2 separate regions of the Mus musculus genome follow, and region 1 is linked to region 2. Evidence: chromatin contacts called from public Hi-C data. All regions are on one chromosome and are shown on one strand. Each heading gives the region's core, a stretch centred on a gene start, on an enhancer-like site or on the middle of the called end of the contact. The rest is flanking DNA. Distances are from core to core; before and after follow the strand shown.

What was found. Hi-C and Micro-C count contacts between places; a contact is called where the count stands out from the background.
Region 1: a Hi-C map of the MNK3 cell line shows a contact between it and region 2, with 6 times the contacts expected there. The contact joins two enhancer-like sites. A contact is called at or near these places in 3 of 15 datasets of contacts at CTCF or cohesin (embryonic stem cells and stem cell-derived epiblast-like cells), 55 of 484 Hi-C or Micro-C datasets (the C2C12 cell line, the G1E-ER4 cell line, the MNK3 cell line and 18 more), 7 of 115 datasets of contacts at active chromatin or transcription factors (embryonic stem cells, kidney and stem cell-derived neural progenitor cells) and 1 of 9 other capture datasets (embryonic stem cells).

Annotation. Positions count from the first base shown.
Region 1 is chr3:93,368,041-93,373,581 of GRCm38.p6, forward strand. No RefSeq gene overlaps it. Among named protein-coding and RNA genes, the nearest start is that of Rptn, 23 kb to the right of the region's middle. Within about 2 kb of position 1,736, at least 11 of the 459 cell types and tissues checked have an H3K27ac peak or open chromatin away from gene starts, as enhancers often do. A contact at or near this core is called in the MNK3 cell line, where this site is marked.
Region 2 is chr3:93,106,282-93,112,237 of GRCm38.p6, forward strand. All of the region lies in intron 2 of Gm35785 (a long non-coding RNA gene), which reads right to left. Among named protein-coding and RNA genes, the nearest start is that of Gm35785, 19 kb to the right of the region's middle. Within about 2 kb of position 4,385, at least 2 of the 459 cell types and tissues checked have an H3K27ac peak or open chromatin away from gene starts, as enhancers often do. A contact at or near this core is called in the MNK3 cell line, where this site is marked.

The DNA.
Region 1 (5,541 bases), core at 486-2,985, 260 kb after region 2:
ATCTTTCATGTACACTTGAGAGTTTTTCTCCTACAGGTCTACAGTTTAGGAAGTGGTTAGAAGCACCTGAAAGGCTGTGTTTTATCCCTGCTTAAAAGATATATTTGAAGCAGTCTTTTTTTCTTATTTACAAAATAATCAATTTTAAATCTCATTTGTAAAGCCCAGCCAACTCTATTTTTGAGAAGAAAATCCATTTTGTGTGAGGCCTAACTAAGGGCTAAACTCCAATTTCAGAAAGAAAACCACAAAGTCCACTTGAGCAAACATCCTATGGCTACCCCCACCCCACCCCACCCCCCTTAGCAACAACAGCCAGTCAGGCTACAACAGCAGGATCAAGGTACATACAGATAATCCAAGACACCCTGCAGAAAATAGATACCCTAGCCATCCTGTTTGACAGGTAGTTCTGCCCCCGTGTTTGGTTCATGAAGATTATGCCAGAAATTCAGTTTATAAAATATTAACTTGCTGACCCATATGGAAAGTCCCCAAGCTTTCTGTAACCACAATAAATACCCACACCCCTAGACTTGAGGCTCTCACTTCTGACCCACTGAGATGGGGACCTGGGGGAAGGGGGGAGTCCTTGCTCACAAGCTCATAATAAAGACCCTTGTGAGTTTGCATTAGAATTGGATCCTCTATGGTTTTGGGGTCCCCGCGACGTGAACATAACAATTTATTTAGTTTTTTGTTTTTGTCTACTAGTACCTGACTGTGAAAAGTTTATAACCACATTTACAGTTTTAGTTTTTTAGTGTTTGTTTGTTTGTTGTTTGTTTTGAGACAGGGTTTCTCTGGAATTTGTTCTGTAAACCAAACTGGACTCAAACTCACAGAGATCCACCTGCTTCTGTCTCCCAGTCCTGGGGCTAAAAGTATGTGCCATCACTCCCAGCAGTCACTTCCCTCTTCTCAAAACCTCAAGGTAACGTGTTTTTACATGATAATTTCCAAACCTACAGATTGGTCCACGTTGGTTTTCACACCAGGGTGCTTAGTTCGAGGTGCTTCCTGTAGGAAGTGCTGTAAGCTCATCAACTGAGGTAGAAACAAAAAATAATTTTATAGTTGGTGGTCATCACAACATGAGGAACTGTACTAAAGGGTAGCAGTGTAAGGAAGGTTGAGAACCACTGCAACCAGACAGAGGGGCAGCCAAGCCTCTCCATATGGTTAACTCAAAAAAGAACTGCTGGGTATGGGGTGTCTTGTGTTCTCTTTCAGGGTTTTTGTGTTTGTTATTTTTTGGCTTAAATCTCCATCTCTTTGAGCCTAGCTCCCAGGTACCTGGAGCAGCAGTAAACATCAAGGGCACCCTTTTACTCCTGGACCCACCATAGAGATGGAGGGAGAGTAAAACTCTACTAAATTTGGATAACTAATGTCATTCAGCTTTCTCACTCCAATCTGCTCCATGCTATAGAAGATCAGAACCTTGCCACTGGCACAAGGTCTGTCACACAGGACACACCTTGCTCATCAAGACCCTTTACAGTGCCCTTGAGCTATTTCTGACCTTGAGGTGAGTTACCCTGGCCCCAGGGCAGTTGGCTGCCTCATAACTCCACTTCAGATTTTTTGCAATGAATGGAATGGTCAGTGAACAGTAATAACAACAACAATGATGAAGTTAACAAGAACAGCAACACAAGTAGATACTTGGTAGCTCCTTGTCTTTCTATGAGCCAAGGGAAGGAGTCTAGATCTTGATAAAGCAGTATCTCACTGTGACTGTCAGGTGCTCTGAGCCCAGAGCCTCCATTACATCACTGGTAGCAGGCGGAGCCATACAAACCTCTACAACTCACAAATCCAGAGTCAATACCAGAGCTCTGTGGCACAGCCAGAAAGACAACTGCGCCACCCTTGATCTACTCTGGCATTCCAGGGAAGATATGACCGGGGACTGTAGCCTGTCCTGAGGGATAACTCTTGAATTCAATTTTGGAAACAATTAAATAAAATATAAGGTCTGTTTAGACATTCCCCAGAACCAACTGTACCTAAGGAATTGAGCCCTTCCTAAGACCTCTCTCTCTCTCTCTCTCTCTCTCTCTCTCTCCCTCTCTCTCTCTCTCTCTTCCTTTCTTCCTCTTTTTGAGTCTGACTACTGTCCACCCAATCTGAAAGTACCTGAAATTCTTCTTGGAATGAATGGTCCAAAAGGACTGTGTGGGCCCAGGACTTACCACCCCAAATCCACTCCAGGGCCTATGAGTCTCTGTGTCTGTCTCCCTAGGGGCAGGCACCAGCCTTCTTCAAGGCTTTAGCAGGAGAGAAGCCCTCCCCACCCACCCACCCACCCCCACCGTTCCATGCTTCTTTATATAAGTACCCCAGCTTATAATTATGTGTGTATGGATGTGTAAGATGATTTTACTATTACATTGATCTTGCCCAACTGTCTGAGACTGAATCTGATCTTGCAGGCATTGAACAAACCATGTATAGATTTACATACAAAAGAACGTGAACAAATGAGTTCCAGTCACTTCTGAGTGCCATGTTTTATGAGAGGAGTGAAACTACAAAACGTCTGGAGATAGCGCCACGACTGTGAATATTCTGGAGACTCCACCAAATGAGAAAAAGTTAAAAGAACAGAAGCCAGAGACAAAAATGAACACGTAAGAGAGGGCTTTGTTGATAGTTTTCTGAAGCCACATATAAGGAAGATTTTTTTTTTAATTTTCCAATCCTTTCTTTTGTCTTTTGATTAATTATTTTGGAATCTCACATCATGAACCCCATCATGCTCACCTCCCAGTCCTCCCATGTTCACCCCTTCCCCAAGAGTCCCGCCCCCCCCAAAAAAAAGAAAGGAGGGGAAAAGTCCATTTTTATGTTGTCCATGTACTCATTGGAGCATGGTCACTTAGAGTGTCGAGCCCCTTCAAGGGAAGATGAGTTATTCTCTACCTGTACCCTAAAGAGAGCCTTGCCTAGGGAGGGGCAGGTCCAACTCAGCACAGCCCACGAACACTTCAGTGGTAACACAAGCACAGACATCAACATATCTCCTAGCTGCATCAGGACCATTGACCCACATGGTCCTCAGCTGCTTCATGGACCAGGGGCTTCAACACGGCCTCAGGTGGCTACACATGCCATCACTCACATCCAGAGGGCCTACCAAGGCAGCAAAGTCAAGGCATGAGTCAGCGGCACAGACTCAGGCTTCATCTTGGCCTGGACCAGCAGCATGGATCACAGACACCATCAACATGGCATTGGGTGGCATCACAGTCAAAAGATCACAAAGGAGGCAAGAGAATGACAAAAATACCTCTGGCCTAGAGAAAAGACTGAGTCAAACCTTAACCATGCTTGACTCCTGCCCAGAGCCCTACCACCCTTGGGATTGAGGAGACTGCCTTTGTTGTTCTCTTGACTTCTTGTCTCAGACAGCTTTTGAACACATCACCTTTCACAACCATTTCAGGCACACAGCTCATCTCTACCTCCTCCCTCCCTATTCCTGCATCAGAGAGAGAGAGATGGCTCCCCAAAAGGAAAAACCAGCCTGACCAATTCAGATGTCTAACCCCTTAAGCCTCTTGATTGCCCATGAAGGGCTTCATAATTATACTGCATCGAACTGACTCAGAGCAAATTAAACCGATTTCCACAGTGATGGATGTCCTCTCTTCGTTGATGACGTAACACTGCAAAAGGAATCAGCTAAAATGCAGGATTAAGGGTTTAACTGAGATTCATCAAGAGCCTATTTCCAGACCACCACCACCCAAAAAAAAAAAATTGTATTAAAAATTCCATCTCATGTTTAGTGTCTGTTTCCCATCTGTCTTTCTGCTTCTTGATCTGCTATAGATTAAATCAGAAGTGAACAAACTTTTTCTGTAAAGACCAAGCTGACAACTATCCTAGGTATTTGTGATTCAGGAATAATACATGGGCACTCAAATTCAACAAGACAGAAATCTTCACAATTTTCGGCAAAATCTAAAACATAATAATAAACAGGTGAAAATTATAACACAAATCTGGCAATAATAAAAACAAAATTCTTGAAGAGTTAACACTTGATTGCAGTGGAACTCAAAGTTACTTCTGTCAGTCACCAAACTCTTGCAAAATCCCACATGATAATGCCAATGTATTATGAGGGTTTTAAACTTTCCACTTGAATATTTCCATTTTAATACCTTTTCACACAGATATTGCCAAGAACTGATTATAAAATAAATGAATTGTAGTTAAGATGCTTATAATTTGTAAGACAATTAATTGTCTTTAGTTGTTTATCTCTATGCTTTATAACATACAGTGACTACTGCCCACTTCCAGTTGAAGAGTTGAGGAAATCTTTAATTGCACATCTAATTGGACTTTAACTTAGAGATCTCTTTTATACTTGTACCAAAAAGTTTGACACAAGTTCAGAAGAAATGTTAACCACAAACTTTTGTGGGAATCAAGGTTCCACTTACTTTATTTTATTCTATTTTTGAGACTGGGGCTCACAAAGCACAGATTAGCCTTGAACTTACTGTGTAGCCAAGGACAACCTTGAACTTGTGATCCTCCTTCCTCCACTTCCTGATCGCTGGAATTAGCTGAGTATACTAAGATGCCCAAGCTGAGCGGTTCTAGGGAGCCAACCTAGGACCGTATGAACACCTGCATCTCTAGCCTCTCATCTTAACTTTTAGCAGCATTGGAGTTTTATAAAGCAATAGGACATTGCCTATGCTCAAAAGAAGTGCTGACAGACTGTATCCATGCAATTTCATAAACATGGCTGCTGAAGCATGTCCTGAGCAATGAAGCCACTAATCAACATGTTACAGAGTTAGGAAAGCTCATGGGGCCTCAACTTTAGGCAAAGAATTATAGTCAAATGAGAAATCTAAAACTGGAAGAAGTGGTCTTCCTCAGAGAAGAGTCCCCTGATGGATTATCTAATACCTAGTAATCTGTGCTGAGATTTTTGTATGTATGTGTGTATGTACGTATGTATTCAGATATCATTATATAGAAGGATTAAGGTATACTTATGGATTTAGAATATATATACATATACATATACATATACATATACATATACATATATACATACATACGTGTGTGTGTGTGTGTGTGTGTGACAACAAATAAAGAATGGAAATACTGAAATGACTCGCTACATGCACTAACTAGCTGTAACTTCTGCCAAAGCCTTCTCTTACTCTTACTTCAGATGCCATTTTCCAGCTGCTATCTTGGGTGCTATCATGGGTACAGATTTTACTATTAACCTAGCAATGAGCCATTTAGATGTTTACTTCTGTCAGTCTAATTTTCTCTCTTTTGTGGGGATGGGTGAGGTATGTGAACTAAATAAATTCTACTGTTATGAAATATTTCATTTCTAACGTCCTGTGTTTCTGACCATTGTTTTCTGAGACATAGGGGATTTGTGACAACTCTTGATTCTGACATCAACATCAGTTACGTTCTTTTAGCACAGATTTTGTGTCATTACTAAGCAAGTGTTAACAATCTGAAAACTTGCTGTGCACGTCACAGACA
Region 2 (5,956 bases), core at 3,135-5,634:
GACACATGCTCCACTATGTTCATAGCAGCCTTATTTATAATAGCCAGAAGTTGGAAAGAACCCAGATGCCCCTCAACAGAGGAATGGATACAGAAAATGTGGTACATTTACACAATGGAGTACTACTAAGCTATTAAAAAGAATGAATTTATGAAATTCCTAGGCAAATGGATGGACCTGGAGGGCATCATCCTGAGTGAGGTAACCCAATCACAAAAGAACTCACATGATATCTACTCACTGATAAGTGGATATTAGCCCAGAAACTTAGGATACCCAAGATATAAGATACAATTTGCTAAACGCATGAAACTCAAGAAGAACAAAGACCAAAGTGTGGACCCTTTGCACCTTCTTAGAATTGGGAACAAAACACCCATGGAAGGAGTTACAGAGACAAAGTTTGGAGCTGAGACGAAAGGATGGACCATATAGAGACTGCCATATCTGGGGATCCATCCCATAATCAGCCTCCAAATGCTGACACCATTGCATACACTAGCAAGATTTTGCTGAAAGGACCCAGATATAGCTCTCTCTTGTGAGACTATGCCGGGGCCTAGCAAATACAGAAGTGGAGGCTCACAGTCAGCTATTGGATGGATCACAGGGCCCCCAATGGAGGAGCTAGAGAAAGTACCCAAGGAGCTAAAGGGATCTGCAATCCTATAGGTGGAACAACAATCTGAACTAACCAGTAACCCCCCCCCCACCCCCCGCCTGCCCGGAGCTCATGTCTCTAGCTGCATATGAATCAGAAGATGGCCTAGTCGCCCATCAGTGGAAAGAGAGGCCCATTGGTCTTGCAAACTTTATATGCCCCGGTACAGGGGAACACCAGGGCCAAGAAGTGGGAGTGGTGGGTGGGGGAGCGTGTGGGGGACTTTTGGGATAGCATTGGAAATGTAAATGAAATAAATACCCAATAAAAAAAGAAAAAAAATGACCCAATAAAATGGGATATAGACATAACAGTTCTCAAAAGATGAAGTGTAAATGAACTACAAATGGCTGAGGTACAATCTTAGTCAACAGGGAAATGCAAATGAAAACTACTTTGATATTTCATCTTACACCAGTAAGAATAGGTAAGAAGTGACATGACAATTTATGCTGGCAGGGATGTGGAGTAAGGGGATATTTATCCACTGAGTATCACACTGGTGGGAGTGCAAAGTTGTACGGTGAGTCTGGAAATCAGTGTGGCAGTTTCTCAGGAAGATGGGAATTGACCAACCTAAAGATCCAGCTAGAGCACTTTTGGACGTACACCTAACACTTCATCCTCCCACAGAGGTAGGTGTGCTCAACCATGTTCACGCCTTCTTTCTTCAAAACTGTCAAAAGTTATAGACAGCCTAGTTGTTTCCCAGCAAAAGAATGGATAAATAAAATGTGATACATGTGTACTGCCACGGACCACCCGTCAGGTATGGGGATCCCTGGAATGAGGGTCCTCGAAGGATAGGTGGGTAAGGATTTGGCGGTGGCAAACAGAAATAAATACAGAGGGAGTCTGAATCTGAGTGTATTTTGCAGTTCTCAAATAGGGTTTTTATGCATAAAGAAACAAGTATTACAACTCTGAAAAGATATGTTCAGTGAAGCAGTCAAATAAAAAGGAAATTACTATAGTCATTTGGCACAGTAAAATACAAAATCATCCAAGTATTCAACTTCTAAAAAAGTGTGTTTAGTGAAGCAGTCAGGTAAAACGAATATATTATAATCATTTGGCACAGTAAAATACAAAAAGCATCTAAGGCGAGTGGCAAAGTTCCAAAAACAATTTAATAACTTTTATGATCAGCAATTTTTAACATCTAATACCTGATTTTCTGTATATCTTCAAAGCATAAATTTAAACTATTTTAATTCTTTTTATTTAAGCCTTTCTTAAACAATTTACCAAAGCCTACTTCTGATAACACCTGTGCAGCCACATAAAATTTTATTGTTGGTAAAGTTATTACTTATCAATACTATCTTATACATAATTTATAAAGTGAAGCTCTGGTTTCCCCAGAGATTAGGTCATGGTTAGTGACCCCATCTCAAGGGATGGTTTCTTACCCACTCTTCTCATTTAAGATCTTAACCTAGGCTATCGGGAACATCTCATACATAAGAAAATGAATAATAAAAAAAAAAAGATAAAACAGATAAATTGCCATGGGAACTATGGCTCAATATTTTGTTCCAGCCAAGAGTTCCACAACCGGTTCCAGGAGGCCTCCTTCTTTTGAAATTTTTGCCTCAGTCTGTGGAACTTGTAACACAGATTCTACTGGGGTTGGTATGGCATTGTAAAATGGAGTATTACTCAGCCATTTAGAAAGACCATGATCATGAAAGTAGAGAGGATGAGGGAAGAGGAGTCTAGGGAAGAAATACAGGGAATGATAACTAAAATTAAGGGTCATTTGAGGAGTAAGTAGTCTGGATGCCTAATACAGTAAAATCTTCCTAAAATATATATTTATATGAAGGCAATCTAAATGAAATTGCCAAATAATGGTGGAGATAGGTCTCAAATGTCCATCTCTTATCACCAAATGAAGCTTCCAGTATAAGGATTGGATTACATCTAATTGAGTTGTTGGCCAAAGTTGTTGCCAAGATCGTGGGTTGCTCTCTACAAACTGATGGCAAGAACCCATTGTGAAAGACGGCATCTATATAGCTTATTGAACATGAAGAAGTCAAGCTGTTGCCTACAAAGAGCCCTCACTCCTATGTGCTAGCATCTTTGCAACGAAAGTTACTCTGCATGCTACCAAAGGAGAAACACCAATCCAGCCACAAATCTTTTTACTTATGATGATATTCTGCCTGCAATATATTCTGGTGCAATGGCAGCACTACACTTGTGGGAGTAACCAATAGATACCTAATTTGAATTAAGGCCCACTCCATGAGATGCCGTACCTGACACTGTCTAGGTGACCACGAACCTGAGACTGGATAGCTTAGGGACCTAGAAGAAAGCCAAATACTACTTTTCTTTAAAAAAAAAAAAAAAAAAAAAAAAAAAAAAAAAAGGCTCCTAATGACATTCTCTTGCTCAGTCACCATCAGAAAACTTTCCTTCTACAGCGGATGAGAACAGATACAGAGACCAATAGCCAGGCCTTATGAAGAGAATGAGCAGTGGAAGGAGTGAGAGAGTCAGATGAGATGGAGGGCATCAAGAAAACAAGAGCCTCTAAAATCGACTTGATCAAAGCACAAATGAACTCACAGAGACTAAGGCAGAACACACAGGGCTTGGTCAGGTCTGTATCAGATTGAGTCTTAAAGCTGAAAGGAGAAATGGACACATGACCCCATCCCTAAACAACAAGCAATTTCCAATTAATAACCACTGGCAAATGGAAATTTCGTTTTCTCCAAGGGAGTCTAACTGGGGAAACAAACTACTCTCAAGGGTAGGCTGAATGCCCAGCAATAGATGGCCAAGGGAAAAATCACTCAGCGGCATCTTTGGAGGTTCCTTGTCGCAGAATGCCATATCAGGGATTTGCCTTGCTGTTTTTAAGATTTTTATCTTAACTTTTTTTTTTTGTTTATCAAAAATAGATTCTTCTTTCATACAATACATCCTGACCACAGTTTCCTCTCTATCTCCTCCCAGTTCCTCCCACACCTCCTTGCTCCCCAAGATTTACTCCCCCTCTATTTCCCTTCAGATAGGAGCAAGCCTCCAAGAGACAACACCCAAACACAATGAAACAACATACAATAAGACAAAGCAAACCTCTCATAGAGCCAGGGAATGATAGACCAATAAAAGAAGAGTCCCAAGATCTGGCAAAAGAGATGGAGACACACCTACTCCGCTGCTAGGAGTCCCAAAGAAACAGCAAAGTAACAGCCACAACCTATACCCAGAGGAGGTGGTGCAGACCCTTGCAGGCCTGATGCTTCTGTGACCCCATAAGAGCCCTGATTAGTTGATTCACTTGGCCATGTTCTCCTGGTGTCCTTCATCTGCTTTGATTCCTCTCCCTCTTCCATGGGATTCCTTGAGTTCTAAGAGACTCAGTAAAGATTCTCAATTTAGAGTCTCTGCAAAATGTGGGGTTACAGGTCTCTGTACGTGCTCCCACCTGCTGCTGGAAGAAGCCTTTTTGAAGATGTCTGGACAAGGCACCACTCTATAAGTATAGCAGAATATCACTAGGAATCACATCATTGATTTTTTTTTCCTTCAGTTGTATTTGGTTCCTGGCCATCCTAGCAGGGTGAGGCATAAGATTCCTATTGTGGAGTGGGCTTCAAGTTAGACCACACGTTGGTTGGCCACTCCCATAAGTTCTCTACCATTGCCCCAGTACATCTTGAAGACAGGAAGGATTGTAGGTCAAACGTTTTGTGGCTGGGCTGGTGTCCAGGTTTCTCTTTTGACAGCCTGCAGAGTACCTTCCCACACTAAAGAGACTAGAACTTAGTGGTGAAGCTCCAGGCAGGCACCAGTTCAGACTCTGTATCCTCTATTACTAAGATGCCTCACTGTGTTTATTGTTTTTATTGTATTTTAATTATTTTTTTCTTCTCTCTTTTTACCCTATAGGTTCCTTTACATATATTATGTCTTCCAGCTTTTTTAGGGGATTCCAGAATGCGTTTTGTGTGCTTTATCTTGGGTGCTCTTTTTCTTCTGCTTGTTTTGTCCAATTCCAATGTGTTAGGTTTTTTTCATATTGTTGTATTTTGTTTTATTATTATCCCTTATGATTCTGTTTGTTTTCTGATGAGAGACAGGAAAGGAGTGGGTCCAGATGAGAGGGGAGAGGGGCAGAAACTAGGAGGAATAGAGGGAAGGGAATCTGTAATCAGGGTATATTATTTTCAATAAAAGGGAAAGACAAGGTGAGCCTATGTTAGCAAAACTCAAAATGCATACAGTTGATCTGTGTGAAAGTCAAGACTTCAACATCTGGAGTTTTGTGTGAGTCTTGACATCTATGAAAGTTTTTAAAAGAGATGCTACTGAGTTGCCAGCATCAAGAAATAATTAATGGCAGAACTTTGCAAATGCAATCATCCTTTAGATGGTTGCCATTGGATGACCACATTTTCTACTTGTATAAACTGTGCCTATGAGGGTATAGGATGCTTTCAGCAGACTCCCACTAGCTCTTTCTCATAACAGTACTGAATACTTCATATATTCTTAGGCCTTAGAGTCATCTTAGGAATCAGAGACAAATGGTGCTGACTCCCTGATCCTCCACTGGAGGGAGACAGATACAACAGACACAATAGAGATGGAAGTAGGAAATCTTGGGGACAAGAGGGACCAGGGTGTTTGGGGACTGCTGGGGATGGTTTAGAGTAGATAATTTTTGAAGTCTTAATAGTTTACTGAAGGTGGGAGCATGGTGATGGTAAACTAATACACACAAGCAGACGAAGGAAGTAAGAATGATGACACTACAAAGAATTATAGACCCAGTGTGCAACGAAAGACAAATAAGAACTGATTTGCTAGAGTCACATACCCAGGAAGACTCTGTGCCACTTTGAGATAGACCCACAAGCCCTTGTGTGAAAAAGCAGATCCCACATACAAGCGGCAGGTGGCGCCACTCTTCACCAGGCAAGCAGCCTGGCAGGATCTTTTCTTTCTTTCTTTTTTTTCTTTTTTTCTCTTTTTTTCTTTCCTTTTCTTTTCCTTGCTTTTCTTTTCTCTTCTCTTCTTTTCTTTCCTTTTCTTTCTTTTCCTTTTCATTTCTCTCCTTTCCTTTCCTCTCCTCTTCTCTTCGTTTTTCTTTTCATTTTCCTTTCTTTTTAACAATTTTTATTAGTTATTTCCTTCGTTTACATTTCAAATGCTATCCCAAAAGTCCCCTATACACTCCCCCTGCCCTGCTCCCCAACCCACCCACTCCCACTTTCTGTCCCTGGCAGTTCCCTGTACTGAGGCATATAATCTTTGCAAGACCAAGGGGCC